Regions from separate parts of the Sus scrofa genome. Here region 2 is linked to region 1. A link is a contact called in public HiChIP or PLAC-seq data. All regions are on one chromosome and are shown on one strand. The core of a region is the stretch at or near the end of the contact, and the rest is flanking DNA. Distances in the headings are between cores, read along the strand shown.

Region 1 (6,367 bases), core at 1,604-4,103:
TCCTGTCCCGGCTTGTGCATCTCAGAGGCCTGAGCAAGCACCTCGGTGGGGTTGGACTTGGATCAGCTGCACTGAGGACTACACTTGGAGCTGGTAATTATTCCTTAGTGCTGGGCACCCTTACCTTTACATCCCCTTGAAGAAAGACTCATTAAGCAAATAAAACAGGTGGGTGAGCAGGTGGGGTGGAGGGAGGGATCTTTTTTTTTTTTTTTTTTTTTTTTGAGGAAATGCCCTCTCACGGATTTTAGAGGGCAAACTACACCTGTTCTCATGGATTCCTACCTATCTTTGGTGACTACAGTGGGTCTCTTATGAACAGTTACTTTGTTCCTGCTTGTACTTGAAAGGAAAGGATTCCCACAGCCCAAATGGGAATACATGCCACCTTTCTCACCATTAAAGCTTAAATCCTCTCTCCTCCCTATGGGATCCATAAATTCTACCCATTCTCCTCTCTCCAGCATTCCAGAGCCCTGGAGAATGCAAAGCATCCCTCACAACCCCTCTTCCTCTGGGGTGCCCTCCCCTCAACTCGCTGCACACAGGCCACGTACTTGTTCTGACACTTTTCTTTTTTTTTTTTTTTTTTTTTTGTCTTTTTGCCATTTCTTGGGCCGCTCCCGCAGCATATGGAGGTTCCCAGGCTAGGGGTCTAATTGGAGCTGTAGCTGCCAGCCTATGCCAGAGCCACAGCAACGCAGGATCTGAGCCGCGTCTTCGACCTACACCACCACTCACAGCAATGCCAGATCCTTAACCCACTGAGCAAGGCCAGGGATTGAACCCGCAACCTCATGGTTCCTAGTCGGATTCGTTAACCACTGTGCCACGACAGGAACTCCATGTTCTGACACTTTTCATAACAAGCATCCCAGGGACACCAACAGAGAGAGACAAATGTAGGGAAGGGGTGCCATTTCAGAATTCCTGCTTACGGTCTCCCCATCTGGGTCTCTGGCTCACACCGAAATGTGACGCAGGAACCCAGGATTCTAATAATTCTTCTTGGTCTCCTTATCTTCCCCTCTCGCCTCAGGGTGACCTCTCCAATGCCATCGGATTACTGCTCCTGTGCTTCTAGTAATGGCAGATGTCATGGCCTTAGTGAGGCCCTTTCTGACTTTCACTCAGGTGAAACTCAGACCCTCCCTGGGACCTGGGTGATGGTGTAACTGCCACCGGTTTGATGGGCCAATGAGAGAGTACAGATGGAGTGCCTGAAAGATGCCCAGTCAGAGCCCCTACATCTCTCCTCCCCGAGCCATTTTGCCCTACCAAAGAACGGCAGGGGTGACGTACTGATTAAACCTGACCTTGCGCAAGAACCTGAGTCAAAAGATTTTTTTCAAGGAAAGGATCTCAAATTGTGTTTTAGCTCCATTTTATGAGGAAAATCCACACACCTTTCTATTGCCCACCCCACTAGCCACAGCTTTTTGTCTGATGGCCAGATCCTTCCTTCCCTTTTGACATAGTAAAGTCAGGGTGTCTCAGACTGGACATCCAGATGACCTCTTGCTGTCCTTCCAAAACCTAGATTTGAGCCTCATCTGGATCAAGATGAAGAACTGCCATTATTTCCCCACCAGCTCTTTAGTTTTTGCCCTCTCTTTCCACACTTTTTCTTCTTGCCTTCCTCCCAAATTACCAAATGCACAAGTACTCCAAACCACAGAATTTAAGAAAAAAAATTCAGGGCCATTTCTCTCCTACTTTCTAGTGCAGATTAACTCAGGATCATTTCAGCTCTTCCGCTACAGAATTCTAATCCATGTAATAATACCTCGGAACTTATTTTATTTATTTTTGTCTTTTTAAGGCCACACCCACAACATATGGAGGTTCCCAGGCTAGGGGTCGAATTGGAGCTGCAGCTACCAACCTATACCACAGCCACAGCAACGCCAGATCCTTAACCCACCTGAGTGAGGCCAGGGATCAGACCCGAGTCCTCATGTATATTAGTGGGGTTCATTAACCACTGAGCCACGACGGGAACTCCCAGAACTTATTTTAAAATATTTATCAACATACACTTTTCACCAACTCTTAGTGTTCTTTAGAATTTACATGGCTTTTCTCTCCATTTAAGTCAGATATCTCCAATGCATATCTTTGGCATGTTAATATCAGATTACAGCACAGAGAGGACCAGGGGGCTGCTCTGTGCAAAGCCTAAGAGGTCATCGTATTAATCAATTGGATAGAAGATTAATATATTCATTCAACACACACTTACTAATCACTTAACCTGAACTCCTGCAGTGCTTGAGATCCAGGAGCATGTACTTGTGATGAGAATACTATCCGCATCTTCCACTTAGACCGCGAGGCCCTTCAGAAGACTCTGATCTCAGCTTGCCACTCCCTGTCTTAGGACATTGAGCAACTCCCCTCCCTCCTCTGGGCTTCAGGTTCCCCATTGTGGCAGGTGGGTAAACAGAGCATTCTAAATCCTTCAATTCACCTTCTTCAAACTCAGTTCAGAAGCATGGATTAAGCACAGAACATAAGAGCTACTAGACAAGTTCAAAAAAAGGAGGGATCAAGTGTTATTTCAAAGAAATCAGGTCATTGCTGAAGCTGGGCGATGGGCACCCAGAATTTCACCATACAGCTTGTCCACTTATGTGCATATTTGGAAATAGCCCTACTAAAAAGAAGAAAAACAAAGAGAAGGAAACCCAGCAGGCTTCACATAGCAGGTAGCTGCTGAGCAGAACTGCAGCATGGGTAGGATTTCAATGAACCGACACTGGGTCAGGGGCCATTCCAGGCTGGGGCACATCGTGAGCCAAAGCATTGAGACTGGAAAATATAAGACATTCACAAAGGACTGGGAGTGGTCATGTGTGGCTGCAGCTCAGGATGCAAGAGGGGCGGGGAGGGAACCCAGCTGGAAAGGTATCATGGAGTCAGAGCTGAAGGGTCTGGAGAAACAGAGTGTTAAACTCAATTCCAAGGGAAAGTGACTTCACTGGTTAAGCTCGAGTTGGCTCTACCCCTTGTCAGTCAGGCCCCGGGAGAAGGGCCTGTGGCAGAAACTGGCGGAGAAGGAGGCTGGCAGCACCACCAGGCTTGTTTCTTCACCAGGAAACAAGGTTTCCTGTAACTCAGACCCATGAATCAGCATTTCCTCTGTCAATAATACACAGCAAGAAAGGCAACAGCACCGGGCTGGGGGCAATGGAAGAAAGGAAGGAATATTCCATGACACGGCTAGGCTCTGTTCTCTTTTCCCCTCATGAAACACTCCTGATAAGCTCCCAAGTAACACTCGGGTTTCATAAGATAAGTTCCTCAGACAGCCTCACGGTAGCACATGAAAATTAAGTCCTACAGGACACCCAGCTCTCTTGTCATGTTATGAGTTTCTATCACTGTTGGTTAAGGAAGATCACGTTCAAATTCTTTCATTATGTGATAACTAAACATTAATATAACAGTATTTTATTCCTGCTGGGGTTTGAGTGTGTGTGCGATTTGCCTTTTAGTTTTTACACACCCCTGTGCAATATTTTGTTTGACTCTCGTGATAATCCTATAAGGTGCAAAGGGGACATTATACCTATTTCACAAGGGCAGATGCGCAGGCAGGGAGATGGAATGCTTCTTCCCCGGCAGATCTGTTTTAAAGATGCCAGAATTGATACCAACTCCTCAAACTCCATTCAGAGTTTCTTTTTTAAAAAAATTTAAGGCTATGCTCCATTTATAGTTATTATAAACATTGGCTATATTCCCCCATGTTGTACGATATATATCTGTGTAACTTATTTTATATCTAATAGTTTGTACTTCTTAATTTCCTCCCCCTGACCCCTCTCGCCACTGGTAACCACTAGTTTGTTCTCTGTATCTGTGAATCTGATTCTTTTTTGTTATATTCACTCGTTTGTTTTATTTTTTAGATTCCACATATAAGTGATATCATACTGTATTTGTCTTTCTCTGTCAATTCAAGGTTCTTTTCAAGATCACAGACTTTTAATTAATTATATCAATTAACTGTTCATTTTAAATATATTTTACAAGTATTAAATTAATTAATACTATACTTAATTTATTTTTTTTATTTTATTTTAATTTTTGTGTGTGTGTCTTTTGTCCTTTTAGCGCCACATTGCGGCATATAGAGGTTCCCAGGCTAGGGGTCCAATCGGAGCTGTAGCCACCAGCCTACGCCAGAGCCACAGCAACACCACATCTGAGCCGTGTCTGCAGCCTACACTACAGCTTATAACAACACTGGATTCTTAACCCACTGAGCAAGGCCAGGGATCAAACCCGCAACCTCATGATTCCTAGTTGGATTCTTTTTTGCTGTGCCACCACAGGAACTCCCAATCCTGTATTTAATTTAATATATATATTATATATACAGATGTCTTCCTAGCACCAGAAGAATTTCATTCACTCCCTCATCCCCATGATGCATTATGGACTGCCCACTACATGCCACGCTCTCTTCTAGGCACATTCAATAGTGACCAAAATGGACAAAAGTCCTGCCTTCCTAAAGCTTCCATTCTAATTGAGGCACTCGGACAGAGACTGAGATAAAAGTAAAATACAGAGTATGTTAGAGAGTTATACATGCCTTGAAAAATAAAGAAAATGAAGGTTAAGAAGCATTGGGGGGGCTGTGATATGATTTTACCTATGTTGTTCGGTGACCATCTCATTGAAACGTGATGTTTGAGTCAAGACCTGAGGAGGTAAACAATTAAGCCACGGGGACAAATGATGTTCAGGCTGGGGGAATGTCAGCAAAAAAAACAGCAAGTGCCAACACTCTGAGGCAGTACCTTCCTGGCATGCGTGTGAACTGAAGTTTGGCACTTGCCATCAGCCAAACATGATGGAGTAAAACATGAGCCAGTGCTGCTGCCAACCCACAGCGCCCCCCAAGGAGAGCTCAGGGTGGAGACCAGGAGTGAGGTACTCTATGCTCTGGGAAAACTGGAAAAATAGGTCCTCAGATAGTTAGATATTTTGGGGAGAAGATTTTATGATTCCACTCCTTGCATCTCCTCATATCTAGAAAAACATTAAAACCCTTCACAGTGATGTCTGCTCCTCGTGACTAGTAGTAACCTTCCTGAGACCAGCAACAAACTTCTGTAAAATGTGTGCCTGGCTGCAGGTACCTCCCCCTTCACCTTTATGACTTATATCTTGATAGACCCCCTTTCCTGTTTGGGGCAGTGTTTCAGAGCTGACCATAAAATACTGTTCTCTGGGCTGCAGTTAAGTGGACAAAACAAAAAATGTCCAGGCCATCTGGGAGAAGAGCCACTCCCAAGTGTGAGCCAGTGAGCCCTAGGGAACTCAGGAAAGAAACAAAGAAGACTGGCCCACAGCTGAGGTGCCTATCAAAGGAATGATTCCAGCAAGCCCACTACACCTGTACATCTTTTTCTGTTAATCTGGTTTTCTGTAAACCTTTTGTTCCTATTACCTTCCCTTTGTTGCAAAAATTCGTATATCCAATCTCCTTCTCACCTACTCAGAGCAGTTTCTCAGGACTACTTAAGATGCTGTCTCCTGAGCATAAGTCCTAATTTTGTCCAAATAAAACTTAACTCTCAACTTTCAGGTTGTGCTTCTTTTTTTTTTTTGGCTTTTTAGGGCCGAATCCATGGCATATGGAGGTTTCCAGGCTAATATTCCAATCAGAGCTATAGCCGCCGGCCTATGCCACAGCAGTAGCAATGCCAGATCCAAGCTACATCTGCAACCTACACCACAGCTCATCCCAACACCAGATCCTCAACCTACTAAGCAAGGCCAGGGATTGAACCTGCAACCCCAATGGCTCCTAGTTGGATTTGTTTCTGCTGTGCCACGACAGGAACTCTGAAGTTGTGAATTTTTTAAGTTGACATGTATAAGGAATAGTAAGGAGTCAGGTGTGGCAGGATGGGAGGAACAAGGTGGGAGGGGGAGGCAGTAGGGAGTTGAGGTTGGGGACACACCATGGAGGCCATTATATAGACTTGGCATTGATTTGGAGAATCTGCTATCATTCACGCAGAACCAAACCAAACCAGCCATACAAAAAAGATGAAATAAAACTAATCAAAGAAGTAAAATGCAGAATAAAATGATAAGAACAATAACAAATGCATGTAAAGTGTATTAAAGTTAGGTAAGGGGAATTCCCGTTGTGGCACAGTGGAAACAAATCCTACTAGGAATCATGAGGTTGCAGGTTCAATCCCTGGCCTTGCTCAGTGGGTTAAGGATCCAGGGTTGCCATGAGCTGTGATGTAGATCACAGACGGGGCTCAGATCTGGTGTTGCTGTGGCTATGGTGAAGGCCGGCAGCTACAGCTACAATTGGACCCTTAGCCTGGGAACA
Region 2 (5,691 bases), core at 1,698-4,197, 730 kb after region 1:
TGAAGATAATCAAGAATTAAGGGGAAAACCAAAAATTATAAAAATTTAAGAATGAAAAGGAAGCTTTCAGCATCGATGTAGAGGACATTTAATTATTACAGTTAAAATTTTATAGAAAAGAGGCTATTCTCTGTGCAAATCTAAATACAGGGGAAGAAAACTTAAATAACCTCATAAACATGGATGAAATGCAGAGCTACTACCTGAGAAAGAACCAAGAACTTTTACAAACAGGAGTTTTCAAATCTTTGAAGAACAACTGATTCCTGTGCTATTTCAATTTTCAGAGCTTAGCAAGAGAAGATAAGCTTCCCAAATCATCTTGTAAAGGTAGCCTGATCCTGATTAATTATACCTAACCTAGGTTGCCCCCCAAAGAACACTCTATGCTAATAGAACTTTCATAAGTGCAGAAATCTTAATTGAAATATTAGCACACTGAATGCCACATAGTGAAACAATCCAGGTTATTCCATGATTCCAGTGTTAGAACAATTATTAGGAATCTTTTAGCATGATTAGTTGTAGTGAAATATCAATTTTAAAAAAATTAGTAAACATCCATTGATGCCAAAAAAGCATTTAATGAAATTTATCACACATTCTTTTTTAAAAATGAAAATAATTGCAATAACTTAAAATGAGCTTTAAATAAAATAGAAGAAAAAAAGAAGATATTTAAGTTTAATAGGATAAAATAAACTAATGGTGAGCCCTCTTCCTAGATTTTCCTAGATATCCACGGAATTCCTGCTATTATATTAGTATTATTCTTAACATTCTAGCCTTTGTAATGGAAATTTGGAAACAAAAACAATATATATTATACGACTTTTTTCTTTTATGTATATACTATTTCAAGTATATAATATTTCTGACACAAAGTTATAAAGCATAATAAGACGATATACCATGTACCCATTATCCAATTTAAGAAATAAAATATTAGAAATCCAGTTGAAATCTCTTAGGTTCTTACCCCAATCACATTCTCAAGGCTCCTGTACAGTGGTAGCTAATATGCTAAATTTGTTTTAACATCCATGGGAGTTCCCATCATGGCTCAGTGGTTAATGAATCCAACTAGGAACCATGAGGTTGCAGGTTCGATCCCCAGCCTCGCTCAGTGGGTTAAGGATCTGGCATTGCCGTGAGCTGTGGTGTGGGTCACAGATGCAGCTCAGATCTGGCGTTACTGTGGCTCTGGTGTAGGCAGGCGGCTACAGCTCCAATTATATCCCTAGCCTGGGAACCTCCATGTGCTGTTCTAGGTGCAGCCCTAGAAAAGACAGAAAAAAACAAATAAAACATACATTTCTGTACAGTTTTATTGCATATCTCTAATATGTAATATATATCATATATTATTATATATTAGCTCTAATATATATTATATATAGTATATGTTATGTATTATCTCTAATATATATATTATATATATCATACTTTATATATGATATATATTATTATATATTATCTCTAATATATATGTTGTGTTGTTTGCATATAGTATTTCTTAATTTTAAATGAATGTATTGTATCATACTTATTTTTCTGAGACTTTTTCACTCAAAATTGTAAGACTAGGGTGTATAAATATGTATGAATTATATGATAATTATTTAAGAAAATCTAAGGAAACCTAAATTATTTATTAGTAACCTAGCAAAATCAAAATAGAAATTTACATTTAGAAAATAAAATGGGAAAAAAATCTTTATGAAGAAGCAACAAAAACAAAATACCTAGGTAAACCTTTAAAAGGGTAAATGATCTAAGTGAAGAATGCTATAAAATTTTACAGGGATAATTAACTCAGGAGCAAAATGATTGGAGGATTGAATATGCTTTGGAAAGCACCTCTCACTTTAACAGGCATTTATATCATCACCCTGTAATTATACAACAGCTCAACTTTCAGTGGGAGAATAGTTACTGCACTGTCCTTTGCTGATGGATTTTATTTAGCCTTTTCCCCTATAGAGCCCCTAGCCCTTTGCTGATTTTCATTACTGCCCACCACATCCCTGCAGGCTATACGGCCCTCCCTGGAAAGGGTAGTAAGGCTCCCACCTGGAAGAAGATGGCCCAGAATAATAGAGACCTAGCCAGACATACCTTTTGCCACAGTCTGCTATCCCAAACTCTACTTTTTTCTCTTGTCATAGAGATAGAATGCTTTTTAAGAGCCAGGAGGAACCTTAGAAATTCAATAACGTCATTTTATAGCTGAGAAAACCTAAAGCCTGAGAAAGCTGACTGATTTGCCTGAGGTTATATGGTTTATTAATGTCAGAGGCAGGAATAGAAACCATGAGCCTTGATGATGCCTTCAAAGAACTGCTTTCTTTGGGACTGACATGAGAGGTTTAACCATATGTGACTACAGGGCCCAGAGTAACATCCCTAGAAAATACTGGATTGCATAAATTTTGGTTGGAGAGTTTAGACATAAGACAGAAGTTGCTTCAGCCCTAACCAGAATGGAGAGTCTCAGATTTCCAGGTTACATGCCTCTGAAACTTTATGCTAGAACTTTCCCACTGCCCTAGTTTGTTTATTTTTAAATCAAGCATGAACTCACCACTTGGTGTTTGCCAGAGTTTGGATGAATGTCAGCATCAGGCCGCTGTAATAATGGTTTAAGATTATTTAATCCTATTACTTATACACTTCATTAGGCTGAGTGAATTGTTGGCAGTGGTTCAGTAAACTTCCTACTTTAGAGATAGATAAAAGGTTGGAAAGAAAATGGGGAAGGAGTCTGTTCCTTGTTTTCTTTCATATTTATCCTATATCTCCTAAAGGATGAAGGAATGATAATTACTCAGTACAGTGCAAAATCTGTATTAGTAGGGTCTTTTTAACTGGACTGTACCCTCAGAACCGAAAAATGAATACATTTTCGATTAGAATTAAAGATTTGGGCAGAGGAGATAGAGGGAGGAAAGGAGAGAGAGAGAGAGAGAGTGTGTGTGTGTGTGTGTGTGTGTGAGAGAGAGAGAGAGAGAGAGAGATTATGCTTTCAAACTGATCTTAAAAATAAACCAGAAAATAAGTTGGAAGAGTCCTAAGTAAGATATTCAATCTTTCATTTAGGGGGCCTGAGATGAGGCAGCAAATATTTTTAGAGAAAGAATATGGAATTTAACTTCAGACACTAGTCTGCATTCACTTCATTTCTTTTAGCTTAAATTTCCTCACAAATAGAATGAAAATGGTATTTCTTACCCCAGTGGCTAAGTGAGGGTTCAGAGAGGCTGATGGGGCTGAATAAAACTCAAAGTGTGGAGGCTCTGAGCAGTAAATAACTGCATAGACTGAGGCTCAGGAACATATGTACAGAACCTGCAGAAGAGAAGTTTGTGTAGCTTGAATCCCCAAAGGACAGTTATTCTTCCATGTTTCAGTCTCCAGAATGTTATCTGCACACTGCTGGTTTGAGAGCTTGAAGAGTCTGAGGACCAGTCACCAGTCATGAGCCTCAGGGAGCTTGGTTTTCCCAAAATGTGCCAGAGGCCACCTGCTTTGGAATCACCCTGAAGTCCTCATTAAAAACAAAATTCTGGACTACTCCCCAGAATTCCTGCACAAGAAGCCAGGAAGTTAGCATTGTTTATAAGGCTCTTGGAGAAGGTTCCTTTGCACACCCAGATTTGAGATCTATGTGCCTAGACCTCCAGCCCAGCTCGTGTAAGAAGCAGTCCTGAAACACTTCACTTTTACCCCACACGCCTCTCCTCCACATTCCTTTTACAATACTGGGCCAAACTGGACACTTCTCCCAGACATTGCTATCTTAGCCTTCTCTCTCTGTGCCCAGCCTGCTGTCTGCCTTGTACCTTTCTCCATCTCCACCATTTGAAAATCTATCTCATCCAACCTTAAAAAAGCTTTCCTGGAACTTCCCTAAATAGATGGGGCCTTTTCTGAACATGCAAGGCTTTTATTTCTCCCTCTCTCATAGGTTTTAACCTTCTACAATTGGTGTTATAGCCATTTGAGATTTTTGGCATATTCCCTTATGAATTTGAAACCATTATTGGGGTGGGGGTTATCACATTTTATTCTTTTTTTCTTTCCCTTAGTTCTTGTCCCAACGGGTGTGCCTCTGGTTGCTTTGATATTTATTTGGGGCGGGTGGCTGGAGGGGAATTGGGTTTCCATTTAGATCCCAGTGTCTCCTAAGAGAGTCTTTGACTCTTTGTCCTTTGCTGTACCTTGGATTTGGGACTCTATGTGTGTATAAGAAGCAGAGAAGAGAACTTGGCTTGGGGAGCCTGTCAGCAGTCATTGCTGAAATGTAAATGTAAAAAATTGAAAAGAAGGATGTGAGAGTGAAGCCAGCTGTCTTGCTTCCAGCTGTAGAATTATCATAAGAGCTGTTGCACTCAAGGGCAAATGCACAGGCCCAACTTGTAGATGAAAATTGCTGGGGAGTTTGGGTGGAAATTCTCTGATATTCTGATGACTTTGAATGGGGACATGGTAATTCCTTCCCCTAGTCAGGCTTACTTAAAAAAAATAAAAAAAAAAAAAGAACTTACTTCCTGGATCTCTCTTTTGCTCACCTCCCTGCAGAATCAGAGGATGCCAGGCAAGGCTGGCATCATCTTTATTGCAAGGCAAGAAGGCAAGTGCTCTTTTTGAGTGTTTCATAGTAACAAGCATCTGATATACTGTCAGGTCTTAAAAATATTTTTTTTTAACTTGAAGATTATTTAATAATTCAGTGTCCTACATTTATGAGAAAATAGGATGCCATGAGAGGGGGAAAGACATGTTTAGGATGTCAGGAATGCGTAGATGCCCTGAGAACTCTGAGAAATCTAAATCACAGACATACAGGTGTGATGAGTTTTTGAATTATATCAATTATTTTGCATCATGAATGTCTTTCAAAAAAGTAACTTTTGTTTTACAAGCTCTTGAATAATACTAAAAGGTATTTGGGGCAATTTATATAAATAAAGCCATTGGGACACGTTACTTAAAACTGAGCCTTCTAAAATGTATCCCTAAAAAAAAGTGAAAGTTTATATTTTTATTCTAGTTTAGGCAAAAACTCTAAGTAAAATCTATTATAGAAGCATAACAAATATACAAATAATTTCCCCACAAAATACTATTAAATGTACAGGGGCCTCAGAGGCAAGAACTCTAGGGGAATGAAGTAGAGATATTTGGAGGAAAAAAGAGGAATTAAACAAAAGTCTTCATGGAGGAAGAGGCCTGTACCTGTGTGTCATATGGTAAATCTTAGTTTCTTCTAATACCAAGTTTTCATTCTTTTTCTACCCTGACAGGTAAAAGAGAACTGTTACAATTCCTTTTTACAAATTAACAAAATCAAGGCTTAAAAAACCAAGGGCTTTGGAAAACGAGGAATTAGCATAGGATTAGAGCAAAGCTTTGAGCTCTTACACTCTACCTTTCTCTTAAATAAATTCAAGCTAAGAGATGGCCTGTCATCCGGTAGGGCTTTTCATCAGCAAGGCTTTTTTTTTTTTTTTTTTACAGCCCTCAGGTCCTAGTTTGGTTTCCCCTGTTGTTTTGTTTTGTTTTGTTCTTTTGTCTTTTTCCTTTTTGCCTTTTCTAGGGCTGCTCCTGTGGCATATGGAGGTTCCCAGGCCTACACCAGGGCCACAGCAACGTGGGATCCTTAACCCACTGAGCAAGGCCAGGGATCGA

What was found. HiChIP or PLAC-seq counts read pairs in DNA pulled down with a chosen protein or histone mark.
Region 2: a contact with region 1 is called in an H3K27ac HiChIP or PLAC-seq map of alveolar macrophages. The contact joins two enhancer-like sites. A contact is called at or near these places in 2 of 2 datasets of contacts at active chromatin or transcription factors (alveolar macrophages and skeletal muscle).

Annotation. Positions count from the first base shown.
Region 1 is chr13:125,638,343-125,644,709 of Sscrofa11.1, forward strand. No RefSeq gene overlaps it. Among named protein-coding and RNA genes, the nearest start is that of LPP, 140 kb to the right of the region's middle. Within about 2 kb of position 2,854, at least 20 of the 83 cell types and tissues checked have an H3K27ac peak or open chromatin away from gene starts, as enhancers often do. A contact at or near this core is called in alveolar macrophages and skeletal muscle, where this site is marked.
Region 2 is chr13:126,365,739-126,371,429 of Sscrofa11.1, forward strand. The region is part of intron 8 of LPP (lipoma-preferred partner); the gene reads left to right. Among named protein-coding and RNA genes, the nearest start is that of MIR28, 86 kb to the left of the region's middle. Within about 2 kb of position 2,948, at least 7 of the 83 cell types and tissues checked have an H3K27ac peak or open chromatin away from gene starts, as enhancers often do. A contact at or near this core is called in alveolar macrophages and skeletal muscle, where this site is marked.